2 separate regions of the Sparus aurata genome follow, and region 2 is linked to region 1. The links are chromatin contacts, called in public Hi-C maps. All regions are on one chromosome and are shown on one strand. The core of a region is the stretch at or near the end of the contact, and the rest is flanking DNA. Distances in the headings are between cores, read along the strand shown. Region 1 holds the start of spag6 (sperm associated antigen 6). Region 2 holds the start of pkd1l1 (polycystin 1 like 1, transient receptor potential channel interacting).

Region 1 (4,571 bases), core at 844-3,343:
CTAACTCTCAAAATCATACTTATGTGCAGTTCTCAGAACATTTTAGGTGACATTTTATAATCATACTTCAATGATATATCTACTGTAAGTAATGATGTACTAATGCATGACACATTGTGATTTGGTGATTTATTTAATACAGGATGAATCATGACTTCCTGTTTCTAACTGTTAACAAATGATGAAATAGCTCATCAGTAAAGGAATGTGTACTCACAGTTACATTGCACATTAACTGATACACAACCACATTAGCTTGGTTTTTCATGTTTATCTTGCTGATAAAACAAAATGATAATCCGATACTATGTTCTGCTCTATTACACTTTTTTCAACAACACAAATGTAATTTTAAAACAACAAGAGCTCTGAACTTCATATATCAGACCTATTTGAAGCCAAAGCCGTGTGTTTTATGATGAATATAACTAACTCTCTGAACCGCACCTCAACTTTGGGTTTTAGGCACGCACTGTTGCTAAAAAGAAGTTGCCGGCAGCCACTTCACACTCCTTCCTATTAAACATTAATAGAGATTTTATCTGTGGAGCTTTCTGTTTTGAAGCTAAGAAGGAGGCGCTCAACTTAGCTAGAAATAAGGTATCAATATGTATCCACATTTAATCTTCATTTGTACTCTAAATGCACTTTTTTTAATGTGTGGTGGAATTCAGAGAGAGGTAAAAATATATATGAATAAAGAGATTTTCATAAGGTTTAAAGCAAAATATAACCTATTCTAATAGAAATATTGAGCAACTTTATTTATCAGAGCGACTGAGCAAATGCTTGGTCCTGTAATAGACCCTAATCTAAGAGGAATCCAGCTAATTTGTTTGAATATCAATTCATGTATAAACTGACTGCAGTAGATCATCAGTTAAGGAGTGTTTATTCACAAACAGTGATTTGATCATTTGACACATCCTACATTATCATGAGTCAGGCATCAAGAAATAATAAACATGATTTGTTGCCTTATTGTAAAGTGTTAACACAATTTTGAAGTTTTGAGCTGTCAAGCTGATAAAGCAATGTTCACTTTAAAAGCTATTACAAACATTTTTTACTCCCAGTGTGGAAGACTAACCTGAATTCTTGCCATAATTGATGAGAAATGTCCAAAAATATAAACCAATTAGTGTCAGATTTAAGAGTATATTAAATGAGACTGCAATGTCCCTTTAATAACAAGAACTACACAGTGCCCCCCTCCAGTCTGAGCCTCTGAGGGGGGCTGAGAGAGAAAAAAACAAAGGCCGGGTTGCTCTTGTGGTAAAGGGCTCTTAGGTTTTGAAGTAGCCCCCAGGCGAACTGCCAATTTAGCCCAAAACACACTCTCACATTCGGGGGGCTGACCCGGAGGTCCTGCGGGGTCTTTCACACACCGGCCCGAAGGGGTGGAGACTGAGTCCTGGGACAACCTGTGTGTACGACCGAAAGGGTTGAGATACTAACATTTTGTGAGGACAGAGAGTGGACCAGCTGGGGCAGGATGTCTTCCTTCACCACGGCCTCGGCCAGGTCGTCACTGTGGTCTGCCAGGCGGCCCAGGGCCAGAGCCGCCGTCTGCTGGACGCTGGGGACCGAGTCCAGCATCAGGGGACGCAGCAGGGACAAGACACCTGAGGAGAGGAGAGGAGAGAGAGGAGAGGAGAGGAGAGGAGAGGAGAGGAGAGGAGAGGAGAGGAGAGGAATAAACACTGGGAATAGCAACTAAAGCTAACACAGTCTTATAAAGTTGCTTCTCACCAGCATTTTGAAGGATGTCTATGTTTTGAGGTCGGGATGCCAGGTCAGCCACGGTCTGCACGAACTGCATCCTTGATTTCTGATACTGCTCAAACACTGCGGAGCGCGAAACAGACACAAATACAGTTTGACTTTCAGCTGAATGTTCCTTTAATGATGGAAGCAGCTCACGAGGCTCACCTTGAATGATCTGCCGTTGACTCATTGTTGCTCTTTAGGTTTATTTTCACACTGAACGTATTCCAGGAGTCGGCGGAGCGTCTCTCCCGGTCGTCTCCAGGTTCCTAGGTCGTGTTGTTGTTACGTGTCGCCGTGGCAACAGACAGGAAGCGCAACGCTCCGCCGCTGGCTCGCCCGAAGATCGTCTCCTGCAAAAGGATGCGCGACTCTCCAAAACGCTCGCCCCTCGCAAAGTGTTTGCGTTTCCCGGAAAACGTGTCGCGTGTGGGAGCTCCTCCGGCTACCTCGCTCGTCTCCGTCCGCGCAGTCTTTTGTTTTCCCGCGAAAAACACAACCGCACACTCTGACCATGGAGGATTCAAAGAAAAAAAAAAAAAAACAGAAGCGCCAATTCACAGCGGCCGTTGGTTCATAAAGGGAACAAGCTGACTAGTTGAGCCGATTCTGAGCGGCGCTCAACATTTCATCATGAGAGATTTTTCTTGTTCCCCCTACTTTTAACCTTCTCCTGCCTGCTCAGGAGTATGTCCTCAAATGACCCCGAGCTCGTTGTAAAGCGCGTTTAAGATAGATGATATGCCAATCAACTTTAATCACTAGTATTAAAATGTATTATGAAATGCGATCGTCCCTACGTCGGTATGTAAAGTATGGTATGTGTGCTTAAACACCAAACAAAGAACAAAACAAAAAAACAGGATGGATTCAAGAGAAATATGGTAGACTAAAAGAATGCGCGAGGTCTTTTTTTTCGCAAAGGTGTGAATAGATATAGGTCCAATAACACATAACACTGCATCATCTCGGTCGTGTTACTAGATAGCTCAGTGAAAGTTATTCTAGAAGAGCAGATTCGGGGTGAACAGTTTTTCTTTCTTCAACATCGCCTGATGATGACGGCTGAGCTGTCATCTATTTACAGCCAAAGTTTCTGCATCCGTGACAACTCCTTTAAAAGTATTTTAAAATGTGAGTCATTCAAAGACGTATTTAACCCACCAACATGCTGAACTTTTGAATTGATTGAGACTGTGTGTTTATTTGATTAGTTATTTGTTTTTTTTGTTTTTTGTTAGTTTGTCTTTACACTATATAACCCTACAGATATTGATTCCGTTTCAGGTCCCTTTTTTTTAAACTGGACGGAAAATGTGCCTATAGAATTCAAATGAATCAGCCTTACTATTAAGCTCTTCAGCCCATAATAACATATTGTTCTGCTCCTCAAATACGAAATATATATTTTTGTTTTATGGTTTAATTATTAAATTTTCTGAAGCTATAAAGTCGGTCTATGAAACACTGGGTATAAAATAAAGCGTAAACGCTTATCTGATGACGTCGTTTTGTTCCCTCTTGTTTAACTTACTTATCAGATTTGACTGGATTTAATTGGGTGAACCAATTGTTTTCAGCCGCGTGGATGATTGATTGAACAATCCCAACTGTGTGTGTTTCGGGATTTTTATATCATTTATAATTAATTCATTTTTGGAGGTATAAAATATTAATTAAACGTTTTAATTAAAACAAAAATAAAATTAAATTGTAGTCATGAAAATGCTTTCTTTTAATCTTTAATTTAGTGTCCTACTTTTATCATCCACTATATCTAGAATCATACTTGAGCACGAAAATTATACTGGTAGTTATTATTATTATCGTTACTATTATTATTTTAAAACAGCCTAATCAGTGGTTGTTTCCATTCAAAACGCTTCTTTTCAGAGCACTAAAATGCAATTATCCGTGTAATAAATCATTTGCAAACAAAAAAAAAAATATCAACATGGCTTCCATCTTAATTGGATGTATTCAGAAACATGATTTGATCCCCGGCCAGATCTCCTCCTCCGTGCTCAGGGCTGGCCTCCTTAACTCGGTTATCTACATCATGATGTGACTCTTTGCACCCGGCTGCACATTTTCTATTCTTCCTTTATTCAGTCCGGTGAATGGCAGCAGCAGCCTGACTGATTAGCCTCGAACACAAAAAAAAAAAAACAAGAAAAGAAGAAAAATAAACAGCCGGTTTTATTCATAAGTGTAAAATGTTTTTTTTATTTAGATGTTTTATACTGTGCAACAGTAACAATACAATAAGTTGTCCATACAATCGAGCGATACAAATACGGAAAACACGGGAGACATCAAAACATCTGTCATTGAGCATGAAATGGAGCCGAACAGGAGCCCAAGTCATTCCCTCAGAACAAAAGGGGAATAAGAGAAATAACATCATCGCTGATTAAATATGCATTTTGTTTCTATTTACAAGTGGCTTCTCTACAACTGCTTATACGTGTTAAAGACGTGGAGCATAAGCAATCCGATTCCACTGCAGCTACAAGAAACTTTTTTTCTTCTTCTTTTTTTTTATTTTTTTTATTTTATTTCCAGTAAAAGGCAATTTTTAAAGTTGATTTTTTTTTTCCTCCAGAGGCAATGTTCCCGTGAAGCCAGCAGCGCTACACAAACATGTTTGTCTGTCTTCTTTCTGAACAAACAAACCAAAAAAAAAAAAAAAAAGTTGACGCTTGAAACACTCCCAAAAAACCCGTCAAAACGAGACGGGTGAGGGAAAACACGCAGAATCCCCTTTCATTAAAAGAAAAAGAAAACAAAAGTGTTATCATGAG
Region 2 (4,571 bases), core at 1,352-3,851, 130 kb after region 1:
ACTTAGGCTACGTCTTAATTGTGAGTTCGGCCTCATTAATTGACTTACACACAGTGGAAAATGTCATTTATTTCTGTGTTTATGTACCTCAAGAGCACATGGGGCAAGAACAGAACACACAATAATGAATGCACAGGCTGAAGCAGAACATGTGTCAGGTATGGACTTTTATTTAAATGGGGGCACCTATTTAGCTTTAGCTTTGGCTGATCCTGTTGTAAAGGTTATATTAATTTTAAACATAGACTGGGGATTGAAATAAAGTTTGGCAGTTTGAGATTCTGCTGTTGTTTGCTGTAAAATTACAAATAACATGCCCATACATTTGCAGATAACGTTTCCAGTTTAAGCTCCTGTTTAAAAAGAAGGTGACACATGATGACGTAGGGCTTTTGACTAACGGGACATAGGACATTATATATATATTTTTTATATATGGGTCCATTACTTTACTAAATTCATTCAAAATCTGCAATAAGTCGTTTCTTATTCATGTTTGACAGAAGGATGAAAGTCCTGTGTTACAGATTAACACAAAAACACTCAAACTACTGCACAGCCACAATAATCAGCTGCTTGAAATATAAAGTTTACATGTGAGTAAAATTTAAAATACATAAAAGTGAATAGATTAGAGAAGAATAAAGCCAAAACACGCTGCTTCATTTCTGTGAAAGGTTCTAAACAGCCTCTTCTCCCCTCTCCTGAGTCTTCCTTGGATTAAAACACTTTATTTTTCCACATGATTCATTTGCTTTTTATTGAGGCTCGGCTCGTCCCTTCGCCTCTCGCTGCCATGACGGCCTAATCTGCTGCTTATCTTGTTTCATTTCTGTTTTGGCAACATGACGCAGCTCGTTTTCTCGTCCGCTTCCGAATAGAAAACGTTGGCCTGAGTCCATTTTTTTTGAAGACATCACAGAGCTGATAAAACGAACAGCCTGTGGTCGCAGATAATTCATATTTAGATAGAGACCACGGAGGAGGTAAGAGGACATCCGTGGCCACACCTGGACATCTTTATCAGTTGTTTGCGCGTGATTTTATTTAAAAAATGGCCGTGCCATTGCTTCAGAGTGAGGTTTGGTCAGAGGGGGTTGTGGGTCCTGTATTTATTTTAGGCTCCCAGAGACTCTCTTCATGAAAACCTTCCAGCGTACGACTTCTTTATCAAATTCATTAATAGATTGGAAAAAAAAAAAAAGTATCCGAGCTTCTGTGTGGCTCACTGTTCTGAAAGTGGTGTCTGCTGAGATCAAAGATGAATGAACTAAATAATAGATCAATTAGTAGAAAAGTCCTCTGAAATGCGAGGCAAAGGGAGCCTCCTGAAAGCCAAGAAATAATTTGGTATGAAAAGCGGAAGCCTGTCGGATCTATTTTTGGCGGAGGGGCAGCCACTGAACGAGTTTTCTTCAAATATTTACACCCAGATGAAGAGAACTTCAGTCTGTGATGGGGCTGCTGAATAAAGAGGTGGAAGTCCAGTCAAGGATCATCACATGGACGGCTTGGATTATTTGTTCATCTTCGTGTGGAGGTGTAACTCTTTAATTTCCTCTCATAGGGTTTTATGTCAGCTGATAAACACGCACAAATATATGCAAATACAAAGGTGTGAAGGCTGAATTAACGGGCTGCTTTTCCTTCCAGCACGTCCCTGTTTTTTTTGTTTTTTTTGCGACAACCCTTCCGCTGACATTATCTATATTTGATATCGCCCCGGCTCCGCACAGGGCGCAAGAGTCCGCTGAACCGGTCCCTCCAGCGGTCTCCGCGTCCTCGGAGAGACCCCGCGCACTTTGCCTGTTTTATTGCGACTCCCACCGTTACGCAGCGCCGCAGCGCCGATCCACCAGCTTCCCCTCCCTTTTATTTGACAGATTTCGTTGACTTGGCGGTTTGTTAATTGTGTCACCGCGTGTGCACGTTGAAAACCCAGCGTGCGCTTAACGAATGAGGCAGGTTATTGGAGGTATACCGGTCCCGGGGTGGGCTTTATATACACTGTCACGGGGCACAACCCTGCATATTGATGTGAGGGGTTGGGTTAAGAAAATGCTCCTCAGACCTCCAGGAGGTGCTTGAATGGACTCCGGGGGGTCCCACGGCCAACAATACTTAATGAATTTTCACTATTAATTAATAAATACAAGAACGATCCTGATTTATAATACCGAATCATGAGGTGCCACATTTTAATATTTCAACCAATGTGCTGTGCCGTTAATCTATATTTGAGTAACAATAAAGCTTACCACCATTTATTTTTTCTTTTTTTGGTGAAATAAAATGTGATTGGTTTGTGTTTCCGTGTGTCCGCGCGCTGGGTTTTTTTTTCACTGCGTCCAAACGTTCGGCCGGACACGAAACGAAATCGTCCAAATATGCGCGTATTCCGCATGAAAAATGGACAGAAAATGTGTTTGATTCCCCCCGCTGTGCCTCTCTCCGGTACAGTCAGCCCGAGGAGATGGCGCGGTCTCAAAGCGCCCCCTGCCGGCCGCGCCGAGGAGCGCGCAATTCTCTTAAAGGGGATGTCTGGGAAACCGGAAGAGTTTTTTAAGGTGGAGCGGTGGAGTTAGCAGCACTGCGAGGACGGGTTTTTTTCACCGAAGGGCTCACAGGGCAAACTGGTCTGTTTTTGTATCTTTTTAAAAAAATGTATATTTCAGTCCAACAGCTTTTAGGTGTTCTGCAAAAAATGAAGTGCGTCATGAGAGGGAATTCGTGCTGCAGCTTCCGGTCATACCTTTGTAAAAAGAAAAAAAAAAAAAACAAGTTCAAAATGGGCTACCACTGCTGGTGAGATCATTTTCAGATTTTTTTTTTGGAAGAATTTCCTTGAGTTAAGACAATAAATGGCGTCCCCGGCGCAAGAGCAGAGGCACCTTGACGCACTAATGCGCACAGGTGACGCTCAGGTGTAACACATGTCACCATTTTTGTCCCTTTTACGCGTCAGAAAAAAATCTAATTTGAACGCTCCGGCATGAACGATTGATTCAGCTCATGGTGCGTGTTATTCTGCTTTGCAGGCTTAATGGCTCAGATGACAGCCTAACTGTTTAATAAAACACGTTGTCGCCACATTTTATAAATAAGATACGTGATCACTTCAGGACGAGTTTGAAGACTCCCAGTTGGCGTTTTTTTTTTTTTCTTTTCTTTTTTTTTTAAATGCTGGTGAAACAACAGAGATCAGTTCTGGCCCTGAAGTGGTCCAGTCGGCTTCAAACGGGCTGTTGGACAATAACGGGTCAGTAACTGGATTTGCTCCGTGGCTCGTGTCTCACGCGTTGCTGTAAAGGAATAATTCCCCGTTGTTTCTTCTCATCCAGTTTGAGGCCTTTCCAAAGCACCTGGGCACGGGGCCAGGTCACTCTCGGGCCAGTTGGATCTATCCAAACGAGGCGGTGTGATGACAACAGATGAACAGCGTCATTTTATTCACATCTCTGGATTAAAAGAGTGCACGAGGCTGGAGGTGGGGGAAAAAAAGATCACCCGTTCCTCTATTCTTTCTTCTTTTTTTCTTTCTTTTTGTTTGTTTGTTTGATGTGGTATTTTCTGTGCCTCATTTGAACGCATCATTTTTGCAGCGTTCGTGACAGAAGAGGCAGCAACGCAGGTCTGGAGGGGGCAGACTCGTTTGCAACTGTGCGTGTGACACATGGCGTTAAAAAATAAAATAACTCTGAAGCAGAAGAATCCCATTTAAAGGGCAGATCCACATTTATTTAGATTCTTCACCCTCGTGACACAACAGGCATGAAACACAGTAAAAAAAAAAAAAAAAAAAAAAAAATTCAAGAAAGTGCCGCAGGGTGAGTTCACAGCAGCATCACCGGATACGCGCAACGCCACGGCCTCTGGTATGAAACTCTCACCTATGTGGATGCTTAATTTGCATACAGTCTCTGTGTTCACACCTCCAGCACCCACACACACACACGCACACCTTGTACTGTATGCAGTGTGCGGCCTCAGTGCACTTCCTGTCCTTCTGTCCTCCTCGTCAGCTCGTTTTCTCTCTCGGGCCTCAGACATGTTCGCTGTTGTCGTCTGCACGCTCATTTTTCATCGCTTGTCCGCGGCGGCGCCTGCTCCGTGGTTCACGGGGTGCGTCAGCGCCGGCAGTGCGGGGCTCCGAGCACCCGAAGGCGCCCGTGACCTTGACCCGGTAGCCTGCTCCGTGCGCTGCCTGGATGAGGGGTGAGTTTTTTTCGGTGGGATGGGGGCCGGGGGGAGACTGTACAAGAACACGTTGAGTCAGGTGGATTTCAGCTGAATTTGTTTGCGCCATGGTCGATGGGGGGTTGCTGAGAAAATCCACCTCATGTTATTAAAAAAATAAAAATAAAGTCCCTATTGGGGACCCCAGGATTTCTACATGTTGACACCAATAACTTGGAGTAGAGTTTAAAAATCAGATTTAAAAAAACAAAAAAAAACACAGTCCTGCATTTGTGCAGCTGTGTTGTTCTGAAGTCTTTTAAAACACATTTAATTTCAAACACCAGAGCAGTTTGAAAAATATATATAAATGATGTGGAAGTCCACATTTCCCT

What was found. Hi-C and Micro-C count contacts between places; a contact is called where the count stands out from the background.
Region 2: a contact with region 1 is called in a Hi-C map of an unstated tissue, with 8 times the contacts expected there. The contact joins the promoter of pkd1l1 here to the promoter of spag6 in region 1. A contact is called at or near these places in 2 of 2 Hi-C or Micro-C datasets (skeletal muscle and an unstated tissue).

The regions. Positions count from the first base shown.
Region 1 is chr19:14,888,946-14,893,516 of fSpaAur1.1, forward strand. It overlaps spag6 (sperm associated antigen 6), which reads right to left and starts at 2,094. Exons shown (of 11, transcript XM_030397705.1): 1 at 1,933-2,094; 2 at 1,753-1,848; 3 at 1,459-1,625. The coding sequence starts at 1,957. bmi1a (bmi1 polycomb ring finger oncogene 1a) reads right to left here. Exons shown (of 18, transcript XM_030399099.1): 18 at 3,965-4,571.
Region 2 is chr19:15,020,664-15,025,234 of fSpaAur1.1, forward strand. pkd1l1 (polycystin 1 like 1, transient receptor potential channel interacting) reads left to right here and starts at 2,602. Exons shown (of 56, transcript XM_030397594.1): 1 at 2,602-2,805. The coding sequence starts at 2,663.